2 separate regions of the Muntiacus reevesi genome follow, and region 2 is linked to region 1. The links are chromatin contacts, called in public Hi-C maps. All regions are on one chromosome and are shown on one strand. Each heading gives the region's core, a stretch centred on a gene start, on an enhancer-like site or on the middle of the called end of the contact. The rest is flanking DNA. Distances are from core to core; before and after follow the strand shown. Region 1 holds the start of DDX10 (DEAD-box helicase 10). Region 2 holds the start of NPAT (nuclear protein, coactivator of histone transcription).

Region 1 (5,154 bases), core at 1,027-3,526:
AAGTTATTCAGCTGTTGTGGGACTCTCTTGAAATTAAACAATATTTAATTTCAGTAACAATGTAAAGAAGCAGTTATATTATAGACAGTAGAAAAACTTAAACAAAGAACTACTATTAAAGAGACTCTGTGCCTGGAAAAAAATCAACTGGTAGCAGTTAACTCTGAAACATATTTTAGTAAAACTATCAAGTTTTTAAAATTGAAGTATCATTGATGTACAATATTATATAAATTAAAGGTGTACAATATAACAAGTCACAATTTTAAAGGTTATACTCCATTTATAGTTATTATAGAATATTGGCTATATTTCCTATATTGTACTTGTGGCTTATTTTAAGCCTAAATGGTTGGTACCTCTTAATCACCTACCCCTATTTTGCCCCTCCTCAATTCCTTCTCCCAACTGGTAACCACTGGTTTGTTCTCTATATCTGTGAGCCTCCTTCTTTTTTGTTTTATTCACTAGTTTGTTGTGCTTTTTAGAGTCCACATATAAGTTATGTCATACAATAGTTGTCTTTCTCTCTCTGATTATTTCACTTGGCTTAATGTGCTCCAAGTCCATCCATGTTGCTGCAAATGGCAAAATTTCATTCTTTCTTTATGGGTGAGTAATATTCCATTGGATATGGATGGGATATACATTGTATATGTATATTCCATCATATACACATATGTGTGTATGTATATATATGTATATGTATATATGTACACTACCACTTGTTTATTCACTCATCTCTTGACAGATATTTAGGTTGCTGCCATATCTTGACAACTGTGAATGATGCTGCTATGAACATTGGGGTGCATGTATCTTTTTGAACTAATGTTTTTTCTTTTTTCCAGATACATACCCAGAAGTGGAATTGCTGGGTCCTATGATAGTTCCATTTTTAGTTTTTAGAGAAACTTCCATAATGTTTCCCAGCTGCACCAATTTACATTCCCATCAACACTGTATGAGGGTTCCCTTTTTCTTACATTCTTGCCAACATTTGTTATTTGTTAAACCTCAGATTTGTTTAAAAAAAGGAGGGGGGAAATCCTCTGATTCTGCAGTCAAAATAAGATCCCCAAAGTACATATTTTATAACAATAATTTAGCAATTAGATGATTATGTAACAGTATATGTTTCCTTGTTCTCATAAAATGTCATTAGGCAAAAACAGTCAATGTTGAAATTTAGCAGTTATTTGGGGTATATATTCTCTCAAACTTTTACACATTTGAGATAGAATACAAAGCTCTTAAGCTTTTTATTGCAATGAAGACCCAACACAGCCAAATAAATACATATTAAAGAATAAAAACAAAAAGCAGCACAGATGGAAGTTTTGGAAACTTTTTTAAAAATAGAAACTTCCTAAAACAGTGAAAACTTACTAGATTCTGTTTATTGTATCTTGAAGGAATTTGTTCTTATTAAAAACTATCAATGAATGAAAAAAATGCAAACGGGTGCAAAGATTGGTATTTATCACGTTTCAAGAAATGATAAAGAGAATGAAAATGTATGTCAGCAAAATGTTAAACATTCAAAATTGAAGTTGGATTTCAAAGGCATACATGCAACTATTAGTGCTATGGAATAAAGACAATGTGCGTGCTCGCTCGTTCAGTCGTGTCGGACTCTGCGACCCCAGGGACTGTAGCCCGCCAAGCTCCTCTGCCTATGGGATTTTTCAGGCAAGAATTCTGGAGTGGGCTGCCTTTTCTACTCCAGGGGACCTTTCCGACCCAGGGAATGAACTTGCATCTCCTAGGTTTATTCTTTACCACTGAGCCATCTGGGAATCCCCATTGACTCTGTACTTAGAGGGTAAAATATTTAAAAACAACAATAATTAACACAACAGCAAATCATTCCACTCCTTGGGCTGAAACGTGCAAAACGAGGATCACAATTCTAATTCACCGATTTTGTGTGTGTGTATACTGGGGGTTGGGCGGTGCGTGTCAGCCTGCGGTTTGCCAAGGAAAAGACAGGGCAAAGTAACAGGCTTTTAAATGTTAAGTTATATGACGTCACCATAGTAACAGCAAGCTGGGCTCGTGCGCCTATTTAAAGCGACGGCGTGCTTTAGGAGCCACTCAGCCCCGCCCTCTTCCTCAGATTGCCCCGCCTCCACTTCCACCCGAGACTGATTCGCTCCGCCCCGCGAATTCCAAGTCGCCAATCACCATCCAGTTTTCCCTGGTCGTGGACCGCGCGTGCCCCGGTTTTAAAAGCCCGGGGGCGGGCTCCTGGTTTCGCGCCTGCGTAGTCGTCCTCTCTCCCCACGCTGGTTCCGCGTCCTCTCAGTGCGTTATCTCCGCGCTTGGCCAGAGGGGTCTCGAGTCTCACCGAGGTGTGGGTTGTCGCCACCGCCGCCGCGATGGGAAAAACAGCGGACCCTCGGGCTACGGGAGCCCGGCCCGACCCGGTGCGGAGCTTCAATCGTTGGAAGAAGAAACACAGCCACAAGCAGAGCCAAAAGAAGCAGATGAGGAAACAGCAGAAGAAACCCGAGTGGCAGGTCGAGCGCGAGGTTATCAGCCGCCTCATGGAGAATTACGAGAAGGTAAGGCCGGCGCCGGGGAGGGGGCGCGGGGCCGCGTGTCCCTGCCGCACTGGGCCGCACGGGCGAGCGGGCCGACCGGGCACTGGGACCTTGCCTGGGGAGCAGGAGAAGGGGGTGGGATGAGAGGTGCCCCCGGGGACCCTGTTGAGGCCACAGGTGGTCTTCTGGGTGCCAAGCCCAGGCCTCCTGACCGACCAGGCCGCCCTCTGGCTCACTACAGCGGTTTTATGAAATGGGGAAAATGTAGTAGTGCTTAAACATAGGGAGATTAATTGCTGTAATAGTAATCAGTTCAGTTCAGTCACTCAGTCGTGTCCGACTCTTTGCGACCCCAGGGACTACTGCAGCACGCTAGGCCTCCCTGTCCATCACCAACTCCCAGAGTTTATTCAAACTCATGGCCGTTGAGTCGGTGATGCCATCCAACCATCTCATGCTCTGTCGTCCCCTTCTCTTCCTGCCTTCAGTCTTTCCCAGCATCAGGGTCTTTTCAGATGAGTCAGTTCTTCGCATCAGGTGGCCAAAGTATTGGAGTTTCAGCTTCAACATCAGTCCTTCCAATGAATATTCAGGATTGATTTCCTTTAGGATGGACTGGTTGGGTCTCCTCGCAGTCCAAGGGACTCTGAAGAATCTTCTCCAACCCCACAGTTCAAAAGCATCAATTCTTCGTGCTCAACTTTCTTTATAGTCCAACTCTCACATCCATACATGACTACTGGAAAAACCATAGCTTTGACTGGACGGACCTTTGTTGGTAAAGTAATGTCTCTGCTTTTTAACATACTGTCTAGGGTGGTCATGACTTTCCTTCCAAGGAGTAAGCGTCTTTTAATTTCATGACTGCAGTCACCATCTGCAGTGGTTTTGCAATGTTCATAAAAATAATACAACCTAATGGTATATAATGACACATTGTAAGCCACTCACCATGTGGTTTACATTAATTATTTGACTTGATCTGAGGTATTGGGTCTTATTTCCCTTTTACAGATGAGAACCTTGAGGATCCAGGAGAATAAGAAACTTGTCTTTAGCTCTCACATGTAGTAAGTGGTGTGGCATTGGAACCCAGACTCATGTTTCTCTGATTCCAAAGCCTTTGCTTTTAACCATTATGCTAGAATTGTGTCTCTGAATGTCGCCCATCCTTCCTACACTTATTTCATTTTCTCAACTGAAGGACAACAACTTGTTTCATGTCCCCATCCGAGAATTGCCGTAGAAAAGCTGGATTCCTGGTCTGTTTCTGATACTTCACCATCCTCCAATGTAGTTGATGTTCCCAGATGAGCATCCCTGTAGTTATCATTTTGACTTCTTGACTTCTCTTACCTGCTCAGGCTCCTTGGGGCTGCCACTACCCTTTCTTTTCCTTCCCCATAAATTCTATGTCTGTTGACCTTCACCCACCTCACTCAGCCTTTCAGTGATTGCTTCTTTTTAGTGCAGTGTAATCAGGGATTTAAAATATGGGACATATCTGGAATTAAAGTCATCATGTGTCATACTGGTATAGCTTTTCTTTAAATAACCCTTAGATCAAAAGTAAGGTTAGATAAAGCTTAGAGTTTGTTTTGGGCTTGTGTATATATATATATATATATATATATATATATATATATACACACACACATATATATACATATATATATTTTTGGGTGTGTGATTGGGGGTTTTAAGTTATCATGGTGATTTGGTTCTGGCTTTTGCTCACCTGTGGGGTTGCAGAGTCGGACACTACTGAACATGCATGTGCAACTCACCTTGGCTCACCTCATGAGTGACTTTGGGCAAGTTACTCTGCTTCTCTTTTCTTGTCTTTAAAAGGAATAATAGTATCTACCTTTGTTAGTTATGGGTATTCTTGTTATTCAGTCTCTAAGTCGTGTCTGACTCTTTGTGATCCTGTGGACTGTAGCCCACCAGGCTTCTTTGTCTATGGGATTCTCTAGGCAAGAATACTGGAGTGGGTTGCCATGCACTCCTCCAGGGGATCTTTCCAGGTCAAACCCAGGTCTCCCACATTGCAGGCAGATTCTTTACCATCTGAGCCACCTTGGAAGCTCACTATCATTTGGAGTTTCCTCAAATTCATGTCCATTGAGTTGGTAATGCTATCTAACCATCGTCGTCTGCCTCTCGCTTCTCCTTTACCTTCAATTTTCCCAACATCAGGGGCTTTTTCAATGAGTCAGCTCTTCACATCAGGTGGCCAAAGTATTGGAGCTTCAGCATCAGTCCTTCCAGTGAATATTTAGGGTTGACTGCCGTTAGGGCTGACTGGTTTGATCTCCTTGCTGTCCAGGGGACTCTCAAGAGTCTTCTCCAGCACCACAATTCGAAAGCATCAATTCTTTGGTGCTCAACCTTCTTTATGGTCCAACTTTCACATCCGTACATGATACTGGAAAAACTATAGCTTTGACTAGACGGACCGTTGTTGGCAAAGTGGTGTCTCTGCTTTTTAATGTACTGTCTAGGTTGGTCATAGCTTTCCTTCCAAGGAGCAAGTGTCTTTTAAATTCATGATTACAGTCACCGTCCATAGTGATTTTGGAGCCCAAGAAAATAAAATCTGTCACTG
Region 2 (4,947 bases), core at 1,446-3,945, 460 kb before region 1:
AAACACTGCAGGCAGAGGGAACAAAATACATTAACAAGAGTATCTGGAGAAACTGCAAGAGGTTTGGAATGCCTGGGGCATAGGGCATATGTTGAGAACTTGAGATCAAGCAAAAGAGACTTGTAGGATCAGGTCCGCAGAATACCTTGTCTGACATACTAATAAAACCAAAACTGGTGGCCCAGAAATAACAAATGGCACTTTGATGTATATATTTTGACCTGTACAATATTTAAAGAAATTCTAGCAAGGCAATAGCTGGATATAGCTGAGTAGCAAGGCTATTCAAATGGAGCAGTGAGGTACAAAAGTCAGTGCAGTATGTTGAAGACTGAAAGTTAAGTAAGGAAATACAGTAACTAAGCAGAGCTTATTCTTTGAATGAATTTGACTTGTGAAAGGGTAACATAGAGCATTAGATAAAATAAGAGGTGGGGGTCTAGGAAAGTGTTTTGGTATGTGTGGATAAGGGTAAAAAACCTAATTATGTAAATTCTAAGGGGAAAACTCTATTTTTAGCAATTGGCACAGTGCCTGGAACATACTAAGCAACCAAAGATTTGCTGCAAGAACATGATGAAGAAAAGGGGCAACAATGAGAAGGACTGAAGGAGTACTGAGAGGGAGGGGGTACTGACAGAAGAATCATGGGCAAAGAATAAAACTCTTAATTTTTAAGCTACTAAGTTTTGTGACTCATAGATCTCCGTGGTGACATGATAATGCTAAATGAAAAAAGCAAAAGTGGTGAGATTTGCTTTTTTTGGTAGTATATACTCTTTTGTACAACTTGAAATTTTTGGTAAGTGAACAACTCTTTCAACTATTAGAACTGGAGGTGTAGTGTTAATGCTTTAGGCAGATTTTTGTAACCATAAATAAGATGAATTGCAAGACTATATGAGAAACTATGAAAATAGTCCAAAGGAGAAATAGGATGCATACTGTTAGTACTGGTGGCAATAAAAATGGAATGTGAATGACAAATAAGAATTTTAGGATAAGAAACAATGACTGCCTCCAACTAATAAAAAAAAAAAAAAGAAACAATGACTGTAATTTTTACCAGTTTTTAAAGAAGGAGGAAGTCTAGGAGAATATTCACAAGTTTGTTTAAAGTATTACAGTTAGAAAATCATACTGCTTTCTTAAGACCAGTGGTCCTTGCCCTCCAGGAAATATACTGGCAATATCTGGACACTTACTTTATTCTGACAATTGGGTGAAGGCAGGAACTGGGTCCCTGCTGGCATCTAATGGATAGAAGCCAGGGATGCTGCTAAACATCCCACAAAGCAAACAGGACAGCTACCATAATAAAGTATGTCAGTATTATTGTGAATTTTGTGAGTCTACTCCGGATCTGTTTACAAATAAGCCTAATTAATATAACAATTACAAGATAGACAGCTTTCTTCTTAGATGTAGGTTAACTGTTAATATTCAGCTCTGATAAAGTGTGCAAAAGATTAACCAAACATTAACAAAATATTAGTTTAAATTTAAGTGATTATTTTCTCCAAAAACAGATGGTAGAACCATTACCCTCTAAAGTTTCCTGCAAAATGTGCTTGTCAAGAGTCTGTGCATGAAAACTTTTTTCTTTTTTTGGACAGGGCCGAATACTTTAAAAAGGGAATAAGAAATGGATTTTTCTGACAGTAAAATAATGTTAGTAACGGCCTTTAGATACCAAGGCAAGTTTTAGAACAGATGTTTACCATTTAACCACTCACATATGATGTCTGTAAATCTGGCTCCGGTTTTGAGTTTTATGTGGCTCTCATTCCCAGCAATACAATACTCTTTATTCTTTCAGGGAACAAACAACAAAACCCGTTTCCTGCACAGACAATACACCCTGACAACTGGCAGTGTCACTCTTCAAACTGAGGAAAAACTAGGACTAGAAAACGTTCCACTGGAAGGCATTTCCAGTGAAAAGTCTTGCTAATTAAAAAAAAAAAAAAAGAATTGCTGATGTCTTAAAAGTATGCAATTGGCGTTTCAAACCTCTACATTCTACGACTTCTTGCAGGAGGCTGGGGGATAGAGGCAGGATCACTTCATTCGTTCCAAATTCGTAGCGCTAAAGGCAAGTTATGAGAAGGCCGTCAGAAAGGTCCTTCGCTAAAGCTGGGTGGCTGGGGAAGTCTTTTATTTTTCCTAATTCGGCCCCAGCTCTGACACGGGAAAGTGAGCCCAAGGTTGAAGAACACGCAGTCCATCCATCACGTAGGCAACTCCCCTGCAGGATTCTAATTGAGTGTGCAGGCCTGACTTTCCCTCCAAATCCGGGCCTCAGGTGTTCCACCCGGAGTTTCTCTTCAGCCGCCCCTCGCCACAGAGTCTCGGAAGAGTGGAGCATTCACACATAAAGAAACTTAAACCGCCCGAGCCTCCCACTGAAGAAGATTCACCGCCAGTCTGAACTTGCAGGTGGGGAGGCAAAGCCCCAAAGCTTTCCCACCCTGGGAAAAACCTCTGGCTCCAAAGGTCCTTCCGTCCGGCTTAGCCTGATCCAGTACCCCTCCCTCCCGCGCCGGCGCTTACCCAATACCAGCCGGGCTACGTCCGAAGGTAACAGCATGATCGAAGCCGCAGAAGGAACCGTAGTGAGAGACGAGACTCGGATAAAAACCAACACAGCGACAGCCCCTGCGCCGCATCTCCCGGTTCCAGTGGCGGCACTGAACCCGCGACAACTTGTCCCGCCTCTTTCGCTCCACGCCAGCCAATCGCTTCCGCCGGAGAAAGAAAGGCGCCGAAAAGAAACCCGCCTCCGTTCTACTTGGAGCTGTCGTCACATCCGCCCTCACATTTGGATAGGGGCGGGGCGGGAAGGCGGGAGGGGAGAGGCAGAGCCGGCGCTAGAGGGCGAGCGGCAGACGCAGGGCCGCTCGCCATTGGCTGACAGGGCGCACGCGCGTTTCCCTCAGCCGGGCCCTGTGTTTGGGGAGGCGGGTCTTGGGAGTGCAGAGCGTGCGTGTTGGGACAGCGTGGGCAAACGGTGCCCCGGCGCTAGTTCGCCTTAGTGCTTCCTTTGGGTAAAAGTACGCTGCGCTATCACTCCAGGTTTGATCCGGAAGCCGGAATAGTGCTGGGACAGCCTGCTCGGGCTTTTCGGGAGGCGGGTTGAGCGGGCTTCTAGGCTGCGGACATCACCGCTTACACAGATTCCACTTCGGCAAAGTCCAACGGTAGGGCCGCGGAAGAAGCTCAGTGGCTTCAGCGTTGGGGAATTCAGTCCTAGCTGAGCCGTTCAGCCCCTGCCTCCAGACGCACGCCTACAGAGCGGCCCTTTCCCCTTCTCTTTACCTCATTTAGCCTAGCCCCCTGTCCTTATGGCTTTCTTCTGCCCACCCATCGTGCTCCTGGCGTATTTAGTCTTCAGCCTTCTTGCTCATCCCCTTCCGGAGTTCAGATGTAACTGGATGGCTTGACTAATCATCTTTTTCTCTCCTCTCATAATTAGCAGTTTTAATCAGCGAGCAATTTGTAGAGGCTTAAACTGTAGTCTCCTGAGTAACGGCTTGGGCTTTGGAATCACTCTCCAGTTCAAAATTGTGACTGTCGGCTGACTGTGTACTATCTAGCCTGTGGTAATTCTATCCTGTGGTAAGTGTCGTGGTCTGTGTGGGGGTTGGAAAAGAATTTCCAGGCATGAGGCAGAATTAGAGGAGAATAAAATTTATTAGAGTGAGAGCTGCTGTTAAAACAGCTGGCCATTTCAGGGGAGAGCCAAACGCTTTTGCAGGCTTGCAGCCAGTTTCCATAACCTTAAGACAGAAACTTCCTACTGGAATGGTGGCATTAGGTGATTGGTAAGGATGCTCTTGGGTGGATAGTAGGGTGGGTATCTTACATATTAGGGGTTAGGGTACTGACTGGTTTAGATCCCGAGGGTCATAGCAACAGTTGCTATGGGGCTTAGTCAGTTCCAGGGATTTTTATCCTGTGACCTTGGTATAGGGCTCCACATTCCGCCCTTTTTTAATTTATGGGCCAAACTTTGGCCCCTTAACACCCTGCTCATGACTGCCTGTCTGCCTACCTTATCCTTGTCTTGGGCCTGGGGACCCAAGTCACTAAGGAGTGGGGCTTCTTCAAGCTGGGCAGGGACATTGTGGGGTCCTGAGTCCCAGTGCCCACTTTCTGCCAGGGTGCATTTACAGAGGGAAATGAGAGTCCACAAAATGATAAGGCAGCTTGTTCAGCGTTGTCTGGGTGTTGGCTGGGGGATATTCTAGTTGTATTACTATTTGGAGATTTATTTGTTGTATTCTAGAAGAAACAAACTTAAGAAGAAAATTAAAGAAACATGGCCCAAAGTTTAATAGAAGTAGAAAAACTGCTGAGGGGCTCACCAGGAGAACCAAGACCAGACACTGGTCCGTAACATTAGTGTTTCTCTAGGAAGATGCAGGAATTTGGGCTCATAAAAATCCTGACCTGAAAACATCTCTCTGAAGGCCTGTTCTTCCAGTTTTTCCCAGAACAGAGTGCCTTAATTCTGATCTCTACCCTGAACTTTTAGGGGCTGTTGTTGAAGGTCAGCAGCTTGCAGTCGTCATGATTTAATTTTTGTAGAGGCAGCTGGCAATTACCAATGTTCAGTCAGCAGGGCCCCTTCGTAGCCGCATTTTTGATCATACGTTGGAGGCATTTCGTGGCCACTGTGTCCCACGATGCTGGGAAGACTCATTCCCAAGTCTAGTGAAGATTCCACTGATAGGTCACTCAGTGTGCTGGTACTAGACCAGGTCTTGTGAGTAGCAAAAGTCTCTGGACCATCCATGTTTTACTAGCCTCTTGGTCCAGGAAATTACTCCCTCCTGTTACTTCTTCCCGTGTCTAGAGTTACGTTATTAAAATAGTTGATCTCATATGGAACTGCATATCAGCGTTTTATCATAGCCTTAGTCATTCATTTGGTAACATAAGAAA

Evidence for each region. A called contact is a pair of places that touch in the nucleus more often than the background predicts.
Region 2: a contact with region 1 is called in a Hi-C map of blood, with 4 times the contacts expected there. The contact joins the promoter of NPAT here to the promoter of DDX10 in region 1. A contact is called at or near these places in 2 of 3 Hi-C or Micro-C datasets (blood and muscle).

What each region holds. Positions count from the first base shown.
Region 1 is chr9:72,955,951-72,961,104 of mMunRee1.1, reverse strand. DDX10 (DEAD-box helicase 10) reads left to right here and starts at 2,276. Exons shown (of 18, transcript XM_065946144.1): 1 at 2,276-2,567. The coding sequence starts at 2,382.
Region 2 is chr9:73,418,855-73,423,801 of mMunRee1.1, reverse strand. NPAT (nuclear protein, coactivator of histone transcription) reads right to left here and starts at 2,695. Exons shown (of 18, transcript XM_065943955.1): 1 at 2,554-2,695. The coding sequence starts at 2,590.